Regions from separate parts of the Mus musculus genome. Here regions 2, 3, 4 and 5 are each linked to region 1. The links are chromatin contacts, called in public promoter capture Hi-C maps. All regions are on one chromosome and are shown on one strand. The core of a region is the stretch at or near the end of the contact, and the rest is flanking DNA. Distances in the headings are between cores, read along the strand shown.

Region 1 (2,700 bases), core at 82-2,581:
CAGCAAGCAGCCCATGAGGCTTAGCTTATTTTACTCTTCATTTTCTTTCCTCCCTTTTTCCTTTCTTGTTAAAGTTGTCACTCTCTTGCCCCATTCTCTCAGATGGTTTTTAAAGAGTTCTCCACCAGATAATAATCACAGCACTCAAGAAGCCGAGGCTGAGGTGGAAAGGAAAGGAGAAATGAGGAAACAAGAAGAGGGAAATTATTTTTCTCTGACAAGGACACTTTTGTCCCTGTATATGTTTGCCAGAAAACTGTTTTACACATATTCTTTTTTTCCACGCCACTCTTCCTCTTTTGGTAAGAAAATATTTTTTTCTAAAATTTCTTTATTTTTATGTTATGTGCTTTGGTGTTTTACCTGCATGTGTGTCTTATGTGAGGGTGCCAGGCCCCCTGTTACAGACAGCTGTGAGCTGCCATGTGGGTGTTGGGAATTGAACTAGGTCCTCTGGAAGAGCAGCCAGTGCTTCTAACCTCTGAGCCATCTCTCCAGTTCCAGAAAACAACTTTTAATACAGTTTATTCTATAAAGTAATGAGATCCTGCAAGAAAGTGATACAGCAAGAGAACTAGGGATATTTCATTAATGTCTGAAGAAAAAACAAAATCAAACAGTGCCACCTTAAAGCAGTCAGAAAATCCTGGTACAGATATATGGAAAGCCGTGAACTGATTTTTGCTTCTCATGGAATTGAACCTGCATGGTTCATGACAGAGACCCTGGGAAGAGCCTGCTGGGGGAAAGAGGTTTTTTTGTTTTATTTTGTTTTTTTTAATTCCCAGGCTCTCAGATCACTTTCCTTCTCTAAACCTGTTTCTTCATTTGGTGATAATCGCAGTTTTTTTCCTCTCACAGAGTGAAAGATTAAATGATAACTCCAACCGTGGGAAAAGGACCTCGTCCACTATCAGGGCTCAATGGACAGGAGCCTATCCCCCAAGGCTGAAACCCGCCCCCGCAGCCCTATGTAACACTTCTGCCGCCCGGAGCCACGGACCTCACCTCCTCTCGGAGGAGGAGACTAGCGAGGGGCGGCGAGTGCTAGGGGGGCGGGCGGAGGAAGGTGCGGGTTTGGCTTTTTTTTTTCCAACTCCGTGTTTACCCGGGGTTACGGAAGACTTACGCTCCAGGCCCCACTCAAAATGGAGCCAAACTACCGCCTCGCCTAAGATGGCGGCTCCTCCGCCTATCAGCTCAAGGTCTTATGCGCCATTGGGCCACCTAGACGAGGCGCAACATCCTAGGCTCCCTCAAGGTGTCGCCCCGCCCCATGACGTCACGCAAGAGCCGCCGGCTTGACGTGCCGGGCTCCACCTTCACCTCCCGTGCCCGAGCCTCGTAAGATGGCGGCGGGCTCGTCTCTTTCCCAGAACGCCGCCACTCTCAATATGGTAGCTGTTTACCATATCTCTCCACCCCTCTCCGCCTCAACTGCCTCGCGATTTTGAATAAACTTTATTGATTGCTTTGAATCTCCTACAACCCCCCGAGAGTGGCTTCTCCCGGCGACCTCTCCGGCGGTCTTTCTCCAGCCGCCGCAAGCCTGTCTCGCGAAGGGGGCAGCGACAAAGCCACTTGCCAGTGCGCCCGGCGGCCCCGACCCCGACCCCCAGCCCCGGCTGAGACCTCGGTCTCTAGAAGGCTCTGAGGGCCAGACGGTGGGAGGGCTGAGGTGGACACTGCCCGAAAGCCCCGTCAGAGCCCGGGCACTGCGTGACGCGGCATGTGGTTTCTAGGAGAAGGCAAGTCAGCTTCACAGTTTGGCAGCGGCAATCCCAGCATTCAGCGCGCGCCGCCTCGGGCCGGAACTGCCCGGCCAGCCTGTGCTTAGCGCAGAGCTGGGTTGCCCCGGAGCGAGCCCAGCGGCAGGCGAGTCTCTGGGGCTGAGCTCTGTTCCCTGAGGACTTGCCCCCTGCAGCCTCGGGCATGAAGAGAGCTCTGTAGCGTTTGGGACCGTGGACATTTTTTATCAGGTTTGGGGCATAAAAAAGGTTCCTGTCAGTGTGTGTGTGGGGAGGCGTAGAGAGCTCCTCGTAAGTTTTGGGGGCTGCAAGCAAGCTGCGTTCTAATTTAAGACGAGACGTCTGTCAGGTGAGGGGTCCAGCCGAACCCTCGGCGGTCGGAGGGGATTGCAAGGCAATGCCTGCCATTTGGAGCTGTGGAGGGGAAAACAAATTCTTCGCTTAGTTTCGCGGCGGCGAGGAGATTCTAGTGGGTTTCCTGGGGCTTCGAAGAGATCCTTTTCAGTGTCAGGGGGGGAGATGAGCTCCCTGTCAGCTTTGGAGTGGAGGACGAAATTGCGGTTTATTTCATTTTGGAGCAGAATGAGACTCCTTACTGCTCGGGAGGGAATGATACTGAGAATGACGAAAAGGATCATTTAAACTCTCCCAACGCGATCCCAGGACTGTGATTTGAGTTGGGTGCCTAGTCTTGTTTGTCTTGTTCCCGAAGGCTTTGGGGGGTGGGGTGGGGGGGCGTAATTCGGAATAACCTGCGGAGACCTTCAGGGATTTCCGCATCTCTGCTTCTTCCTATTTTGGGGGGCTAGACAGGGTCTCTGGTCTCTCCCTCAGCTTCCCTCTTCCCAGCCTCATCCTTTATGCCGCGGTTTGCGTCATAATAAAGGGAGCTGAGAGTCCTGGGAAGCAAGAGGGCAGTGAAGAGAGGGGGTTCAGTGAGGGATTAAATAAG
Region 2 (2,700 bases), core at 150-2,649, 930 kb before region 1:
GTAAAGTAACTTGTCAGAAAACACAGAGAGGATGTGAGCCAGGACTTGAACCCTGGCAGTTAAGGTCCAGTGCTTATACAGTTAACTCAGAAGAAGTACATTACTATACTTCTGAGGGACAAAAGGAAACTTCGGTGCATAAATATGAGGTTTCATATGACCTAAAATTAGCAGCATTTGCTTTGGAAATGAAAAGTCAAAATATGTTACCTTCTTATTAAATACCAAAACACTCCTTTTCTCCATCACCAATGCTAACATAAATACCCCCAGAAGACCTCATTTACCAGAATAGCCACTACGGCTGCGGCTGAAGCTGAAATAGGAGTTATAACCCTCAACAATAGCCAGGGGCTCTGTCAGTACATCTCCTAAAAAAAAAAAAAAGAAAAAAAAGTAAATATAAAGTCAGAGGTAAATTAGCACCATGGACCCATGAAAGACTGGAATTACAGTTATAGGTTAGCATACATCAGAGCTGTAATTGAGGGTCAGGAGAAGTGTTTATGTTGACAGGAGCTAGAGAGATGGGAAAGTCAGGAAAGAAAATTATATTCAAATTAGATAGGGAAGCAGAGGAGGGCAAATCAGAGCTAAGTCTTGTGATTTAGATTAAAGTACTCACAGATGCTGGCAGTGGAGATTGGGGACCTGAAGGGTGGGAGGTAGGAGAGGGAATTAGGGAATTCGAGCTGGGAATTATGGGAGAAGAAATTAGGTCTAAATTTGAGGTAAGATATCAAAGAGGAATGAATCTAGGGCCTTGAGGTGGAGAGAAAAGAGGAATTGGAGATATGGGAAGGAGAAATTAAGAGTCTGAGCTAAAGGCAGAGATTAGGTGGGGATTAAGGACTGAGGTGGGGGCAGGGATGGAAAACTGAGGTGTTTGGCTTAGAAGAATGAAAGGAGAAAATTCAAGGCCCAGAGTTCGGGCTATAGAATGAGTGGGAATCTGTGTATGAGGGTTTCAACGGGGAAAGCAGGCCAGGAGTCGGAATTAGGGGTTCTAGCTGGGGTGGGGTTGTTTAGAAAGAAAAGGATCAGGCCTTTCAGATGGGTATAAGGGCAGGATTCTAAGTATAGGAAAACGAAACGCGAAATGAGACAGAACAAAGGTTAGCATCAAAAGGAAAACACCGTAGAGATCTTGGATTCTCGAATGCTCACTGGTCACTTTGGTCTCCTGGAGACAGACAATATCAGCATCCAGCTCGTCCAAAACGCGTCGCAAGGCCGTGGGACAGCTGCTGGGTTCCTGGCATGCAAGGCCTTGCAGGGGACTCCGGATCCCATTGATGTTCCAGCTTACCACGCGCAGCATTTTGGTAAACGGTACAGTTTCCCAAAGGAAGCTTAGGCGGGCAAATGCATTGCTGCCCGGAAGTGAGCTGGCTCCCCGCCTTCCTCTCGCGTTTCCACCGGGCGTTCTCACCTTCCCCTCCGCCCCCTCCGACGGCAGGACGCAAGCAGGGCGGGACTTCGAGTTCAGTTCTCTTAGGCGGGAGACGGAACTAAGGTGGAGGCTGTAGGAAAACCGGGCTTGATCAAACGAGCCTGTCACCCCAGTACTCAGGAAGCTGAGGCAGGGTCAGTAATGAATTCAAGGCCAGCCTGGGCTACATAGCAAGACCCAGACCAAAACCTGGGAAGAGTAACTGGTGAGAGGCGCGTCTCTGGTTGGGCTCCTTCTCTTCTGGCCGCATGCTGGCCTGGACGCCCGAATCTGACTGCTCTTCTCTACTACAAAAGTACCCCCTGATGCGCCAGGTTACTGACAAATGGGATTTTGTCCCTTTGTCAAGGGGCAGGCCTCTGGGGAAACAAGCTGAGCCAACGCCCTACCCGGATCGAGACAGGACTCTGGCTTTAGTGAGCGGCCCCTGGCGGTGGCTGAGGGGCTTCTGCAGACCCTGGAGTCCTTTTGGGCAGTGGCGAAGGGAACTTTCTCCGTTAAGCAATTAAGAACCTAGCTAGCCTCCGTTTTAATGGAGTCTGGAGGAAGGAGACTGCCTCAAATCCTCCCTGTATAGCCATGTTTGTCTTGACTCTCAAAGCATAAGACAGACTTGCATTTGGCTCCATTTCTCAGATGAGCAAAATCGAGGCCTAGACCATTTAAGCTCCAGAATAGTATCATTTCCCGATGCAGTTATGGTTTTCCTGTCTATACCGTGTCCTTTCATTCTTAGGATAATCCAGGAAGAGGCACTGAAGCTAAGTAGAAGTTGAATAAATTCGTCTCAGCCTCACAGAAGTGGTAGAGCCAAGATTTAAACCCTTCTTAATCAGGTAAACAATTGATTTTTTTTTTGTCCACACACCTCTGTGTTTACGTCTTTTCCTGTGGGCACCACTGCACTTTATGGTCCATGGCACAGTATTTACCACAGTGCACAACCCCCATTGATTTCCGTTGTCACTAGACTGCCAGCAGCCTGAATGCAGTGGCCATCTCTGACCCACCTTATATGATAACGGAATAAATATTTAGCAAATGGATGAATAAGCAGGGCAGTAGGGATGAGTTCTCGACTTATTTTTTTGTGACCACAGAAACAGAATTAACAGGAATCGCCCTATTTCCAGGAAAACTATAACTTTGCATCCTAAGGGTTTTTTTTTTTTCCACTGAAAATTGCTACAAAGTTATTCCCATTCGAATGCACACACCCTCAGAATTTCACAGCCTTTGAGCCATCG
Region 3 (2,700 bases), core at 150-2,649, 850 kb after region 1:
ATGTTCTCCATATACCAGGTTTTCCTGCACCTCCAGATACAGGGACCTCTGGCTTACTGTGTCATAGATCTGGAGGTCCCAAACACAATATGGGTATCTGAAACAGAAACAGAGAGCCATGTGATAGAAGCCAGGGCCCACAGTGTGGGGACCACTACGTTATTCCTGTCCCCTGTATATTGTCATGGGGATTGGTTCAAGCGCTCTCAGAGCCCAGGACCTGAATGTGCTCCCTACCCCCACCTTACCTTCCTCTATTCCTATAGCAGCTTCCTCCCACTAGCTGGGACACATCTTCCAGGGTGAGTGAGCAAAGGTATGTTACCTGTAGGTAGAGACTGGGAAAAGAATAAAGGAAGGAATGAGGGGTGGTCTGCACTAGGAGCAGCCTCCTTGTCATATCTACCCACCTGCTTGGTGCCCAGGTTCTCTGTCTCTCTTACAGACACACAGACACACACACATACAGATCACAATTCTGCAAACAACCTAAGGAACCTGGAGAAGGAGAAAAGGAAGCTGCAGGCATTGTGAGAACAAGGCTCAATGAGCTCCCAGGTACCCCTTCCACAGCTAGCACACAAGGAATGGTCTTGTGTCTAAACGTGACTATAATGATAGAAGCAGACCCTGTAAGGGGTTGGGGGTGGAGAAACAGGTGGTGGTTCCCTTTCTTATGGGACATTCAGGATTAAAGAAGATGGGGAAAGATAAGCAGTCTTGGGGTTTGAGTGTTGTCATACTCAGTGATGAAGCAGAGAGACTAACAGAGAGACAGGAAGCATGACAGTGATAGAGACTGAAATATATGGAGAGACAGAGAAGTCCCAGCCCCCCTCCTCCCCTAGCTCCTTTATGGAAGAATGCTGACTACTTACCTGGGTTCTCTTAGCAGGACTGTCTTGGAATTCAGGAAGGAGACTCACTCTGTCTCATCCAGGATAAACCACAGCCCAGGCCACATTGTGGGACCCTCACTGATCTGGCAGCCAGTGACACTCCTGCTTCTGTTGCCGTGGATACAGCCTGGTTGATCTAAATCACTGGCAGCAAGGGAAGCAGGTGCCAGAGGGGTGCACTTGGTAGAGCTGGAGATGTTGGGGAACACCAGGTGGGCAGCACACAGCTTTGGGGTGCCCAAGTAGCGGGCAGATGGGGGTCCTGGTAGGTGCTTCTCCCACTACACACTCCCACCCCCATCTTCATGCCACCGCCGGTCTGGGAGGGGGCCAGTGTTGGCTCCGCTACTGTTCTGCCTGCCTAGCTACCGGTTCCCCCCCACCCCCCACCCAGTCTGCCTGCTGGCCGCAGCCTTTTGTCCTCAGAAGACACGGTCCCAGCGGGGCCTCTGCCAAGCTTCTAGCAGATGCTCAGGGTCCTGGACTCCTCCCTGGGAACACAGGAGCCATGGCTTGGGAGGGCCCCAGGTTAGGGGCACACTCTCATCCAGGCTAACCCCACTCTCCGGGCCTGGCGAGGATGGAGAAGAGGTGCAGGTCCACAGCCAGAGGCAGTAGCAGAGGTGGTGTTGGGGAGGGGATGGACGCCAGAAAGAGGGGGAGGGGTGGAGGGAGAGAGAGGCTGGCCTGATAGCCGTGTCCCAGGTTTTAGATCCGGGTTGAGAAGGGTGGCTCAGAGCATCCAAGGGGGGTCCTGAAGCGAGACGAAGGTACAGTGGACCTGCTGGAAGGAATTCCTGGCCCGGGAATCACCCCGCTTCACACAAATCCAGATTCCGTGATGCGGGAAACACCTAGCTTGGATAGGGTCTCAGTGAGGAGTCCTGGCCCCTTAGCTAGACCCTGTGTAGCCTGTTGGTCCTCCCCTCTCCTCGATTTGCACAGTCCCTGCCCGAGGGGCGGGTGGAGGAGGGAGGGAAGGAGGGAGAGCAAGGGAGGGAAGAAGGGAGGCTGAGCAGCCGGGAGACTCCCAGCCACCAGCAAGGTCCTCCCTGGGGCGGGGCGGCTGGGGTTGGGGGAGGGGGCTGGCGAGACCGGGAGAACTTGGCTGCCTGGCTTACTGAATGGGGATGCTTGGTGTGGTGTGGTGGTTGTTCTTGCCAGGACAATAGCTGACTGACAAAATCAGGCTCAGGCCTTTCTGACTTGAGAGAGGCCTGTGTGGAGGTGAGGGGAAGTAGCCAAGAGGTTGCTGAGATAGCAACTTGCTTAGGATACTCGTGCAATGAGGGCAGAGCTTGTAAAGGTCTGGGGTCCGGTTTTGGACAAAGATTCAGGGGAAATTTCTTAGGTTTGGTATGGAAGGTTTGGAAGATAAGGTAGATAGCCTTATTTAGGATGGGGTTTTATGGGTAGGCTCTGGAAGTTGGCTTGGAGAGAGGTGGAGGAGGAGTCAGACACCCAACTCGGAGCCCCTGTGAGGATACCCACAATGATAAATCTACTTTCTCTGGGCCAGGAGGCAAGCATGAACACATACTTAAGGCTGTGTTCCAGGACAGCATGAAGCAAAAGATGAGAAGAATGCCTGGGAAACAGACATGGGAAGACCAGGGAATACAGTTCTGTTTTGAATTGGTTTAAATAGGGACCAAATGATGCTGTGGTGGTTCCTCTAATTTGTAGCAGTCAACAATTCCAGTTCTCTTGATATAAAACTTGTATTTTATTTGTTTTCTTACCCCACTTGTTGGTTCATTCATTAACTAGCTTTATGTAGGTCCAGTGCTGGACTCAGCTG
Region 4 (2,700 bases), core at 82-2,581, 860 kb before region 1:
GTGGTCTCTGAGCTGCAGCATCTTTTGCTTCCAAGATGGCAAATTAATTCTACGACCTACACCTTAATACCCTCTACCACACCGCAACCTGACAGTGCGCATGCGCACAGAACGAGAGCGAGAGACACGCACACACGCGCGCACCCACACCCACCCACCCACCCACACACACACACACACATATGCGCGTGCACACACACACGCACGCGCGCATGATAACAGGTTTTCCAAATGCAGCTGGTCCTCAAGGCCCTCAATACGCATGCGCTATGGTGGACAGGACCATTCTAACCATCTCATGTCCACATATGTCCCCCGCTCTCAGAGCTACAGAACATCTCGATCCCACCGCCTCCTCCTCCTACATCATTTCTCAGCCCGTCCCCCCACCCCAGGCTCCACAGGGCCTCTTCGCGCCACCCCCTCCTACCACCATCCCACCCCACCCCCGCCCCCATTCCTGTGCGGCCGCGCCAGCCCGCGCCAACCATCAGCCACTCACTCAGGCTGTGGTTCCGCAGTCCTCCGCACCTCCCACCCTCCTCAAGCCCCCTCCCCCCCCACCCGCGCCGCAGTCGCCTTCGCCAACACTATCCCCCCTCGCCCCCCCCCCCCCCGGTCCACGTCTGCAAGGGCCCCGCCCCGCCCTTTCTGCAACATTGATACCCCACCCTCAAATCCAACAGGGATAACCCCTTCATGATTCCCAGCTCCCTAACCCTACCAGGTCATCCCCTCTTTCAAAGCAGTGCTACCCGGATCCTAGCCCGTCCTTTCTCCCTTCCAAGCCTGGTCCTCTGGCCGTTTAAAGAGGATTCTGTCGCTCCTTTCTTAGTCCAGATTCGATTCATCCTTTTCGTAGCCCATAACGGGGTCCAGCCCCCTTTCTTCAGCTTGATCCGGGTCCCTTACCTCCCTCCTGAACTCGACCCTCCTCCCTTTTTGCTACAGCCAGAACGTGTTCTAGATGTTTCCTTTCCAAAATCCCAACCAGGTCTGCATCCCTTCTTTCCATCCCCAAACTGAGTCTAGACTTTCCCGTAGCCCGGAGATTCCGCCCCCGCCTTTACGCAGTGAGAATTGGGTCCAGGCACCTCTAAACCCACCACATCGAAACCGCTAGATCCCGAATCCAGCCAGGTTCCTGTCAAACCTTAATGCTGTGTGAAGCCAGTCACCCCGAAGCCGCGGCTCTGAAGCCCCCACGGGGTCTTTCCTAAAGCTGGCCACCTCAGCTCACCTCGCCCTCGTGAGCCGAGAGGACGTCTGCTCTCTCCAAGCCTCTCCTCAGGTCTGAGCTTGTAACCCGCCCCCCTGGCCGGAAGTGGTCCTGCCTCTTTCCGCCTCCAGAGGGGGGTCTCCGTCCCTACCAGCCCGCCCCACCCCCTCCCCGCTAACGGCTTCCCAGTCTCCTCAGTGTGGCGCATCTGTTTACTACCTCTTGTTCAGCATTCACACCTAGTCTCCATTTCATTTCTCTGTTCCCCAATACGTGTCCCTGTTCCTATTTGATTTTTCAGTTTCTCCTGAAGAAAATGACCTCAGAGCTCCCACGCCTGTCCTGACAACACTAATTACATGGCGTGATATACTGTGAGAACGTCACATTCATTACTGCCTCTAAAATACGACTAGATTAAGATAGAGGCGCTGAACATTAAGGTGATGCTCTCAAATAATTCATATATATAATATATATTTAAACAATATGTAATAAATAATTAAATACATATAGTTAAACAGTAGATGTAAGAAAAATCAATTAGAGCCTGTCAGATGGCTCAGCGGTAAAAGCACTCCAAGCCTGCGGACATGAATCCTATTCCCTGGATCCACATGGCGGAGGTAGAAAACCTACTCCCACAGGTTGTCTTCACAGCTCTGATTGCACACAAACACATATGTGCATGTACACACACTTTATTTATTACAAATAAAAATGTAATAAAAAAATCCCTACATGCTTCTATTTTATTTCAAAATAATTTCACTGATTCCTTAAAATTAAAAAAAAAATTATTTGGAAACTATGGGAGCGGGCATTTAACAAAGCCCTGATATAATTCCAGCACTACTTGGGAGGGAGATGTTGAAGGGTCTTGAGTTCAAGTACAGCCTTCTACGATGAGATGATATATTAAAAATCATATGTATATGTGCATATATATACATACAAATATACATACACATCTTTTTTTCTCATGTTCTTCTTTTACTGATGCTCTGAACAAGGACTTAGGCTTTCTCTTGTGATGTAGCACACTACTCGCCAGTGCAAGAAACAATTTGTAGCATTCACTTTTTTTCATTCAATTATGTCAAACTGAGTAGAGACCATTATGTCAGAAAAAAAAGGCAGTCAAAGCTAAAATGAGACATTATAAAAAAGAATGACATTATACACTGGGCGTTGAATCCCAGCACTTGGGAGGCAGAAACAGGCAGATCTTATGAGTTCAGGGGCCGGCCAGGGCTACATAGTGAGGTCCTGTATCAAGAAAACCAAGGGATACTTTTGGGATAGCATTGGAAATGTAAATGAGGAAAATACCTAATTAAAAATAAAAAAGAAAACCAAACAACAAAAGAATTATATAATAAGAGACAATTCACAAGGACCATATAAAAATTAAAAGTATCTATGAATCCAACACTGAAGCACCTATATGTATGGAGCAATAATGTTAATAATGAATGGGG
Region 5 (2,700 bases), core at 195-2,694, 820 kb after region 1:
TCTCCTGATTCTTCAGGGTTCCATCCCATTTCTACTCTCTCCCCTCTAATGGAGAGGATGGTAGACAGATTTGGGATTTCTAGGTATCTAAGCAGAGACCCAGGTTTATGGAGCCTTGTGTGGTTTGAGCACGCTTCCCGAAGAGCTTATGCGCCCTCCCTCCTTAGTCAGTTCATCACCTGTACTCCCCCCTCCTCTCCTCCTTTCTCTATCTGTTGCTCCGTTTATGGGCTGTGTGCCTTTTCCGTTACCCCTCCCTCTTTTATTGTCTGGGATCCATTTTCTTTTTAAATGTTGCAATGCTACTCTTTTTCCCTTCTGCAGTCTAGTTTTAGATGCGATTTTGCCCTCTTGCCATCCCTCTTCCACGCCTTCTAGAATCTTCTAATGGGGATTCATCATCCTCATCTCTGACCCTCCCCCACACCTCTTCTCTCTCTTCCACACATCTCCCCTTCAGTCATGGGCTTCTGGCCCATGCATACTGATGAGAAGGATACTGCTTTGACCCAGAAGCCTGGGATATGCTGGATGATGAGGTCTCTGCGCTCCAAAAAGGGCCTTCGCATCTGGATGAATTTGCGCTTGAGACGCAAGAAGGCCTTGCCTGCCTTGATGTTCACCGCCTCCAGGTCCATTTGAATGCTCTCCAGGGCCTGCAGTATGCTCTCCATCCTCTGGGCACTCCTCTCTCGGCTCTCCTTCGCCTTCCTCTGCTTCCTTCTCCTCCTCCTCCGACGCTGCCGCCTCCTCACACTCTCCTTGTCATCCTCATCCTCATCTTCCACTATTATGATAGCCTCCTCCTTCCTCTTCGGACCAACTAACATCTGGGGCCCCCACCCTCCTAAGCTACAGGTTTCTAGGGCCTTCTCTCCGAGGCTGCTGGGCTCTGCAACCTGAAAGTCAATTGCCAGGCTTCCCCCAGAGATTTCTGAAGATGGGAGCGTTTCCATGATCCCTGTGGAAGGGGCCTCCCCGAACCCTGACTCCATTGCGTGATCCCATCCGGGACTCTCAGCACTCAGGGTGAAATACGCGCGGATCCCCCCTTCCTCAAGAATGACATAGGGCAGTGGTGGGGGCAGCGTGGGGCCCACCCCCCTCATGTCAGCCAGCACCTGTGCAGCCTCGGTTTCTTCCTGGGGTCTCGGACGCTGCTGGGGTGGAGGCAGGGGCAGTCGCTGGAGCGGTGGGGGTGGCGGGGGCGGCAGGTCGCGCTGACGGGGTTCCGAGCTGCTCAGGCGGGGGGTCTTGGCCGGAGGCCCCTCGTCCGGGCGGTCCATGGTGACCGCACTCACAACACTGGCTCTGCGGCTCTCAGACAAGGCCGTAGCCACCAGTCACACTTGAAGCGGAGCCGCCACACCTCACGCGACCAGCTCTGCTCACCACCTCGCTCTGACGTCCCCTCCCACAGCGCCTGCCCCACTCCCACAGCGCCTATCGCCCAGGCCCCGCCCACTCCCTGGCATGGCGTCTGCTCTGCCCGCCATTGGCTGCAGGCCTCGGAGCTGGCGGTAGCGTTCCCTCAGCCCCTGCCTTCTCTCACGCAATCCGCTTGCCAACACTACACATCATCATTTTCTAATTGGCTCCCTTCGCGCCCACCAATCATCAGGCTGACTGCCCCTCAGTGATGAGAGGAAAACTGCGGGGCGATTGGCTATGAGGAAAGCTAGGGTAGGAGCCCCCTCACCCTCAGTCTTGCAATGTTTTAGCCAATGGGAAAAGTACCAGTGATTCTGAAGACCACAAGACTAGGCCCGGGGAGGGTGGCTGGGAGTGCGCAAGCACCAGGGAACGAGATGTGCTCAAATGAAATCAGAGAGCCTCGCTATCATTCTCCCCGCCCCACTCCCCCAACAACTACGCACTTTTAAAATCTGTCCCTTCCCCCACCAGTTTATGCCTGTGGGGTGAGCGCTGTAGCCCCTCAGTCGCAGGCTGCTTTGAACTGCTAGTAGTTTAAATATCTGAGGTCTTTTTGCTTTGGTGGTCAGGTTTTGACATGGCTTTTTCTATTTCTGCAAAATGGCTCCACAGATGCAAAGAGTAACTTCCTCTGCGTCATTAAAAAAAAAAAAAGGTGATTCAACTAATGTGCTAGATTTTTCTAGAACTTTAAAATTCTCTTTGTCTACACATAATTTCTACCCCAGCTTTTCCTAAATGAATGCGGCTATTAATTGTACCCTAATATTATATTTTATTTTGTTTGTGATCAGAAATGGCTGGTCTTTGATGAGGCACGATGGTGGAGTTTTGGCTCTGGTTCTAGAATCCACATAGCAGGTGACTTCCACTGTGACTTTAGCCAAATCACTGCCCCTCTCTGAGCTTGTTTCTTCTACATTAGACATTCCTAAGGAGAGGAGATAATTGCCCATTGCAGCCTTGCTGTGGTAGCAGAGGAAGGAACCTCAGAATCCATCAACAGGAAAATGGATGTGATATGTGTTTTAGATGGACTACTAGAATAAATTTGATCTATGTATAGCAACATGGCTGGATTTCGCAAAAACAGAATGTTAAGTGAAAAAAGAAACAGAGCAAGATTTATAGTACAATACTGTTTATGTAAATTAAAACACATCAATACCATATATTTTCCACAGATACACATAAGTAAATAAACACATGAACGGTGGTTTGGAAGGACACACATTAAGTACTGAAGAGCGGTGCCTATGTGGGGTT

What was found. Promoter capture Hi-C pulls out the DNA fragments that hold promoters and counts their contacts. Capture Hi-C pulls out chosen DNA fragments and counts their contacts.
Region 2: a contact with region 1 is called in a promoter capture Hi-C map of liver, with 5 times the contacts expected there. The contact joins the promoter of Apex2 here to the promoter of Phf8 in region 1. A contact is called at or near these places in 7 of 39 promoter capture datasets (the 3T3-L1 cell line, the C10 cell line, cranial neural crest and 4 more), 2 of 115 datasets of contacts at active chromatin or transcription factors (effector CD8 T cells and memory CD8 T cells) and 3 of 9 other capture datasets (adipose tissue, liver and pancreatic islet).
Region 3: a promoter capture Hi-C map of embryonic stem cells shows a contact between it and region 1, with 5 times the contacts expected there. The contact joins the promoter of 3010001F23Rik here to the promoter of Phf8 in region 1.
Region 4: a promoter capture Hi-C map of erythroid cells shows a contact between it and region 1, with 2.6 times the contacts expected there. The contact joins the promoter of Tro here to the promoter of Phf8 in region 1. A contact is called at or near these places in 2 of 39 promoter capture datasets (erythroid cells and hippocampal neurons) and 1 of 115 datasets of contacts at active chromatin or transcription factors (astrocytes).
Region 5: a contact with region 1 is called in a promoter capture Hi-C map of liver, with 3 times the contacts expected there. The contact joins the promoter of Tspyl2 here to the promoter of Phf8 in region 1. A contact is called at or near these places in 5 of 39 promoter capture datasets (the HPC-7 cell line, HPC-7-derived erythroid cells, embryonic stem cells and 2 more), 3 of 484 Hi-C or Micro-C datasets (CD4 T cells and embryonic stem cells), 2 of 115 datasets of contacts at active chromatin or transcription factors (embryonic stem cells and memory CD8 T cells) and 2 of 9 other capture datasets (adipose tissue and liver).

The regions. Positions count from the first base shown.
Region 1 is chrX:151,519,341-151,522,040 of GRCm38.p6, forward strand. Phf8 (PHD finger protein 8) reads left to right here and starts at 1,332. Exons shown (of 22, transcript NM_001113354.1): 1 at 1,332-2,097.
Region 2 is chrX:150,586,756-150,589,455 of GRCm38.p6, forward strand. Apex2 (apurinic/apyrimidinic endonuclease 2) reads right to left here and starts at 1,400. Exons shown (of 6, transcript NM_029943.2): 1 at 1,168-1,400; 2 at 288-371. The coding sequence starts at 1,321. It also overlaps a transcript of Pfkfb1 not described here.
Region 3 is chrX:152,367,173-152,369,872 of GRCm38.p6, forward strand. 3010001F23Rik (RIKEN cDNA 3010001F23 gene) reads left to right here and starts at 1,400. Exons shown (of 4, transcript NR_045451.1): 1 at 1,400-1,522; 2 at 2,670-2,700. Gpr173 (G-protein coupled receptor 173) reads right to left here and starts at 1,546. Exons shown (of 4, transcript NM_001359449.1): 1 at 879-1,546; 2 at 249-338; 3 at 1-97.
Region 4 is chrX:150,656,105-150,658,804 of GRCm38.p6, forward strand. It overlaps Tro (trophinin), which reads right to left and starts at 1,332. Exons shown (of 13, transcript NM_001002272.3): 1 at 1,241-1,332.
Region 5 is chrX:152,341,040-152,343,739 of GRCm38.p6, forward strand. It overlaps Tspyl2 (TSPY-like 2), which reads right to left and starts at 1,445. Exons shown (of 7, transcript NM_029836.4): 1 at 501-1,445. The coding sequence starts at 1,286. Gpr173 (G-protein coupled receptor 173) reads right to left here. Exons shown (of 4, transcript NM_001359449.1): 4 at 2,559-2,700.